Linked DNA regions of Mus musculus: region 1 is linked to region 2. The links are chromatin contacts, called in public Hi-C maps. All regions are on one chromosome and are shown on one strand. Each heading gives the region's core, a stretch centred on a gene start, on an enhancer-like site or on the middle of the called end of the contact. The rest is flanking DNA. Distances are from core to core; before and after follow the strand shown. Region 1 has its middle 19 kb from the start of Zcrb1. Region 2 holds the start of Gxylt1 (glucoside xylosyltransferase 1).

Evidence for each region. Hi-C and Micro-C count contacts between places; a contact is called where the count stands out from the background.
Region 1: a contact with region 2 is called in a Hi-C map of the Ba/F3 cell line, with 1.8 times the contacts expected there. The contact joins the enhancer-like site here to the promoter of Gxylt1 in region 2. A contact is called at or near these places in 5 of 39 promoter capture datasets (the 3T3-L1 cell line, the C10 cell line, hematopoietic stem and progenitor cells and 2 more), 11 of 484 Hi-C or Micro-C datasets (the Ba/F3 cell line, the G1E-ER4 cell line, bone marrow-derived macrophages and 6 more), 2 of 115 datasets of contacts at active chromatin or transcription factors (bone marrow-derived macrophages and craniofacial prominence) and 3 of 9 other capture datasets (adipose tissue, liver and pancreatic islet).

What each region holds. Positions count from the first base shown.
Region 1 is chr15:93,377,749-93,380,956 of GRCm38.p6, reverse strand. No RefSeq gene overlaps it. Among named protein-coding and RNA genes, the nearest start is that of Zcrb1, 19 kb to the left of the region's middle. Within about 2 kb of position 1,551, at least 8 of the 459 cell types and tissues checked have an H3K27ac peak or open chromatin away from gene starts, as enhancers often do. A contact at or near this core is called in the Ba/F3 cell line, where this site is marked.
Region 2 is chr15:93,273,413-93,276,591 of GRCm38.p6, reverse strand. It overlaps Gxylt1 (glucoside xylosyltransferase 1), which reads left to right and starts at 1,413. Exons shown (of 7, transcript NM_001357006.1): 1 at 1,413-1,716. The coding sequence starts at 1,511.

The DNA of each region.
Region 1 (3,208 bases), core at 302-2,801, 100 kb before region 2:
CAGCAAACTCCTGTGTTTGAATGCTTTACCTACCCATAGGGAGTGGCTCTCTTAAGAGGTGTGGCCTTGTTGGAAGAAGTGTGTCTCCTATGCTCAAGCTACATCCAGTGTGGTTCACAGTCTCCTTCTGCTGCTTGTAGATCAAGGTGTAGAAGTCTCAGCTCCTTCTCCAGCACCATATATCTGCCTGTGTGTCACCATACTTCCCGCCATGATGATAATGGACTAAACCTCTGGAACTGTAAGCCAGACCCAGTTAAACGTCTTCCTTTAGGAGAGTTGCCATCGTCATGGTGTCTCTTCACTGCAGTAGAAACCCTAAGACGTGTGTGTGTGTGTGTGTGTGTGTGTGTGTGTGTGTGTGTTCAGCAATACGTAGACATAGAGAGAGCATAATTCTGCATTTAAATTATTTATGGGACCACCACAGTCAACAGTCAAGAGTCCTCATACGGACACAAGATAATGGATATGATCAGATGTTAACTCTGTACGTGGGACCTGAGCTCTGGGACTCAAGGCAACTCCAAGGAAACCATTTATATCTGGAAAGAAAACTTCTTTGACTCCAGCGATGGGGACTGAAGCAGTCATTTATGTCACTGGGTCTTACAGGTCTGTCTACTGTGTGTGTCCAATATGTCACCTGGTCTTACGGGTCTGTCTACTGCATGTGTCCGATGAATGGGGAGCAGCCTGAGCAGACGAATTTCCCCGAGGGCGAATTTCTCTTCAGAATAAGACACTTGGGGGAGGAGGTTGCTGCTAATGCGGACTTGAATTAACTCTTAAAGTGTTAATAGTTTTAATAGTTTATCCCTGTGTGATTCTTCTTCCGGAAGCATACAGTCAGACTCTAGGACGGACCTTACTTTCTGAGTGCCTCTCTTACTGTTAACTCTCATGCTTAAAGCTGATAGAAAATACTTTTTAGTAACTGGGGAATGGAGGTACACATTTGAGAGTTAATCTCTGTGAGTTAAATCCCAGACTGGTCTACACTGTGCGTTCCAGGTCAACCAGGACTACACAGTGAGAGCTCAGTATATTATTGGATTTTAAAAACAAGCAAACAACAAGAACAACAAAAACACCCAAGCAAACAAACAAAACAAAAACAACACTCTCGATGGGCATGGTGGCGCACGCCTTTAATCCCAGCACTCTAGAGGCAGAGGCAGGCAGATTTCTGAGTACGAGGCCAGCCTGGTCTACAAAGTGAGCTCCAGGACAGCTAGGGATATACAGAGAAACCCTGTCTTGAAAAACCAAAAGCCAAAAACCAAAAACCAAAAACCAAAACCAAAACCAAAACCAAAACAAAACACACTCTCAACTCTGCTCCATACTGGCTGGTCCTGGAATTCTTTTCTGCATCAAAGCCACGGTCCAGTGTTATCTGAGTTGGGGTCCCCATGAGATAAGAGAACCCAGACTAGGGCTGGGGAGATGGCTCAGAAGTTAAGAGCATTGTCTGCTCTTCCAGAGGTGCTGAGTTCAATTCCTTGCAATCACATGGCCGCTCACACAGCCATCTATAATGAGATCTGGCGCCCTCTTCTGGCCTACATGTGTACATGCAGGAAGAATGCTGTATACATGAGAGAGAGAGAGAGAGAGAGAGAGAGAGAGAGAGAGAGAGAGAGAGAGAGAGAGAGAGAGAGAGAGAGCTGACAGCTGACATCTTTTGGGGCTCATCCCTTAGAAGCATTGTTGCCTCAGGAGTCTCTCACAGACAAGACTATATATACTTTTGAACCATTAAGTAATTTAAAAGTTCCCTTTAACCAACAACAATAAAAAAGGCATTTTCTTTTCTTTCTTTCTTTCTGTTTGTTTGTTTGTTTGTTTGTTTTTGGTGCTGGGATTAAAGGTGTGTGCCACCACTGCCCGGCTCTAGGATCTCATTTTTTAAAATTCCGAAGTTAAAATGATGAAGGATGCCATCATACAAAACCAGATGGCCACTGATATACTAACAGCATAAGGAGGATCCTGTGCCATTGGGTTTTGTTTTTTTTTTTATCTTTATTTATTTATTTTATGTATATGAGCACATTGTAGCTGTCTTCAGACACACCAGAAGAGGGCATCAGATCCCATTATCAGCGGATAAGAGCACTGGCTGCTCTTCCAGAGGTCCTGAGTTCAATTCCCAGCAACCACATGGTGGCTCACAATCAACTGTAATGGGATCTGACGCCCTCTTCTGGTGTGTCTGAAATCAGCTACAGTGTACTTATGTACAATAATAAATCTCTGGGCTGGAGCAAGCAGGAACTGAGCAAGCGAAGTTGACCAGAGTGAGTGTATCGAGCAGAGGTCCTAAAAAAATTCAATTCCTAAGGCCAGCCTGGTCTGCAGAGTGAGTTCCAAGACAGTCAGGGCTACACAGAGAAACCCTGTCTCGAAAAACAAAAACAAAAACAAAACAAAAATTCAATTCCCAACGACCACATGAAGGCTCACAGCCATCTGTACAGCTACAGTGTACTCACATAAATAAATAAATAAATAAATAAATAAATAAATAAATCTTTTAAAATATTTGCGTGCAAATATGTATATTATGTGGATGAGAGTGCATGCGACATGCCACAGGGCGCAAATTGAAGTCAAAGGGTCAGTTCTCCTTGTTGTTCCAGGAAAGTTTATGAGCCCCTCCCCCCTAAAGACCACCAAGGAGCCAATTACGATGCAATCGCACTAGGGTCTCTTTATTCAAGCTCGAGCTTGGGCCACACCACCGTCCCTGATGCAGGAGAATGGGAGGAGGCCCTCAGTTTCAGGTAAGCATTTACAGAGGCAAGAAGAGGGTATCTAGACTGGCACACATCTGATTGGGGAAACATTACGGCCTTAAGCATAATTGGCTGGTGCTGGGAACCAGACCATAAACGTAACTTCTGTTCTCCTCCTGATTGGTGGTTGTTAGGAAGTGAAGTGACAGGGGCGGGCTTGTAACTTGGAGGTGCAGATTTGTTGGGGAATAACCTGGAAACTGGTGCTAGGTGCCAGTTTGTTAGTTAACTCAAGTTCAACCTTAGGTCTAGGATGGAGTCTGGACCTAAAAGGTTTGGTCTCCCATTCTCCCCTTTCACTGGTAACTAGAAAGCCCAACCATGGGGATCCCTGGAGCTGGAAGGCTTCGTTGTCTAGGTTTTGGAGAAACTGTTGGTGACTCTTTATAACCGTAAGCTGAATAGTC
Region 2 (3,179 bases), core at 164-2,663:
CCCGAGTCCTTTCTTGCGGACTCATCCTGGCATCGCGCTTCTCAGTCTCCTGAATACGAGAGCCGCTTTCATTGCTCGCTCAGTCTAGAATTCCTTCTCTTAAGAGGGCCACCCTCGCTCAGGAATACTCTGCTATACTAACTGGAAGGTACAAGCGACTCACTTTGGGGCGTGTCCACACCCGGTGGCTATCCTGTCTTTGTACAACAGCCTTCTTCAAAAGGGAATAAGAGCTTTTGCACCAGATGTGAATGGCGTGTGTATTGCCTGGGAACATGGATTCGGGTTGGGTGGAATAACACGTTCCAATACAGAATAAAGTCAGAAGTTAAGGCAGTTTCCAGATACCGGTTGGACCATCAGATTGATTATAGCAAACAGGAAAAACTGACAGGTGTCAGATCTCATCTAATGACATTTTAAGCTTTCAGAATGGTGGAAACCATTGATTCGATGAGGTTGCTTTAAAGGTTTTGAGCCAAAAGTATGTTGGGTATGACACGATTGGTCAACGAAAGCCTATTAAGGGACTAAGAATAATCATAGAGTTTAAGCTTTGTTAAATCGTCCACAGGTCTCCCGTACCAAAGTCCCCGAGCTGCACATTCTCAATATCTGCCTTCCTCCCCGTCCCTAGGTCCCTACGAGGCTTCAGCGTGACCCAGCTCAAGGCGTGGAGTGTGGCGGGAAGGAAGGGAGGCCGGGTTTGGAGAGGACCAGTTTTGCTTTGGGTATGCAAATGATTTGTCAGCAACGTCTAATAAGGCTGCCTTCCCAGCCTTGTGTGGATGGGCAAGCAAAGCACCATTGCACTACCGCCGCCTTACGACATCCCACGAAGCACAGATGTTTTAGACCCGACGCTGAGGTCCGTGAGGAGCAGGATGGGTCGAGGAAGAGTTAGCAAGTGCGGTAACCACGGTTTCTTTTTAGTCAACGCAGCGATGCCTGAGAATTCAAGTTGCCCAGCGCCACAAACTGCGCAAAGAAAAATCGCAGATTTAGGGCAAGGGCCTACAGCCCTGCTTCTTTCGCTACACTTGTCCACAGCTCAGAGCCGGGCAATCTGTAAAGAGGAACCAGCATCCATCTCAAGGCTCGGCGTGAAGGCCGGGAGAGCGCCAGCGCTCAGCTCCGCTTCCGGGTGCGCTGCGGAGGCGGAGCCTTGGCCGGGCGTTGGGGCGTGGCCCGGAGGCGGGACAATACCAGGCAGGGGCTGTGGTTTGAAACAGAGGCGGGGCCTGCGCCGGATGTGGGAGGGGCTGTGAGCGGGGCGGGGCATGGCAGGGCTAGGGGCGTGTCGTGTGGGGTGCTGGGCTTGGGCGGCATGGGACCGAGTGGGACCTGGCGGGGATTCGGGCGGAGGGGCGGAGCGGGGAGGGGCGGGAACCAGGCTGGTCACGCTGCGGCTGCGCGTTGCGATTCTTCGTAGTTCGCCCGGGCGGGCGCGGCGGCGGCGGCGGTGACGGCGGTGACGGCGGCAGCGGCGGTGGCGGCAGCGCGGGCCGGGATGCGGCGCTACCTGCGGGTCGTAGGGCTGTGCCTGGCCTGCGGCTTCTGCTCGCTGCTGTACGCCTTCAGCCAGCTCGCGGTGTCCTTGGAGGAAGGAGCTGCCGGGGGCCGCAGGCCGCAGGCCGCGGTAGTTTCCTGGCTGGCGGACGGTGGACGCGGCACGGGGAGAGGCGCGGGCAGCGCGGGCCCGGGCCGGACGGGCAGGTATGAGCCGCATTGCCGGGAGTGGAGGTCTGGGAGGGCCGGACGCGCCGCTCCATCACCGAGCACTGGCTGGCTGGCTTCAGATTCAGTGTTAGACCAGTTAGAAATTGAATCGCTTTGCAACTTTCTGAAAGGTTCGTTGGAAGTAAGTGGTGTCCCACAAAATCCTAATTACACTGCGGCTAGTGGGATTCCCTCCTGTTTCCATGGAGTCGAAGCTGAGTAATTTGAGAATCAGGCTGGCGCCCTAGTTGAGCCCTCCACCTCCCAGGTGTCTAAATTTTCCGCCTAAATCTTAGCTTTTTATCAGTAGCCGTAGCTAAAGAAATCTGGATGTGGCATAAAGCGAGCTGTGAATTTTTATTTTGAAAATATTCGTTTTTTTGGAAACGTAAAGGAAGTTCAGAAACATGAGTGATACTTAATATGCTTATATCTATGGGAGGAGTAAGGTATGAAGAAATCACTTTAAAAAAAAAGAAATGAATATTTATAACACAGCATAATGAGTTGGTGGATTTGCATAAGTCACTGCCACGGTTAGAATCATGAAATTTAAATGGAAAACTGTTTGGGCAGTTTACTTAATTCGCACTGCCTCCTTGGTGGATTCCTGTGTTTGGGCAGTTCTGAGACCAACTAATTGGAGAGTGGAAGACAGGAATTGTAAAAAGAGTACATCCACTTTGAGCTGTTGTCTATGTAGCATCTGAGAGTTGATGGTCTTTTCCAGCGGGAAGCGGGTAAAAGAGAAGCTAGCATGGAGATAGTGAGCTCTTGGTTTATGGTTTGATTGTAGTCAGAGAAATGTGGGGTATAGGTGTGCTCTCAGGTTCCACTGCCTACAACCTACACCCCCAGACCCCCAGTAGGATTTGCCGAGGAGAGCGGAGGCAGGAGGACCATGAGTTCGAGGCCAGCCTGGGCTACACATTTAAAAGCCTGGCGGTGGTGGTGCATGTCTTTAATTTCAGCACTCGGGAAGCAGAAATAGGCAGATCTCTGAGTTCGAGGCCAGCCTGGTCCGCAGAGCAATGTCCAGGATATCCGGGGCTCTACAGAGGAGCCCTGTCTCAAAAAACAAAACAAAACAAAACAAAACAAAAGTATTAATTGCCCAGAATTACATAAGAAGTATTTGGGGAAAAAAAATCCAACTTGGAAGGAAAACATTTTTAAATGGTAAGGACAGTGTTTGAGAGAAATCTCCTTTCAACTAGTATATCCTATTTGAAACGATTATTTCAAACTAGGCTTGGTGGCTTACACCTGTATTCTCAGCATTCAGGAGGTAAGGTAGGAGGATGGAAAATTCAGTACCTGTCTGGTTTTCATTGGGAGTTCCAGGCCAGCCTGGGCTGCATAATGAGACCCAGGTTCAACAGACCAAGGACTGAGTTTGTATCCCAGCCATAAGGGACTTGCCTTGTCAGGTGCCGAGTTCAACCCCTCCAGGAGTTAGA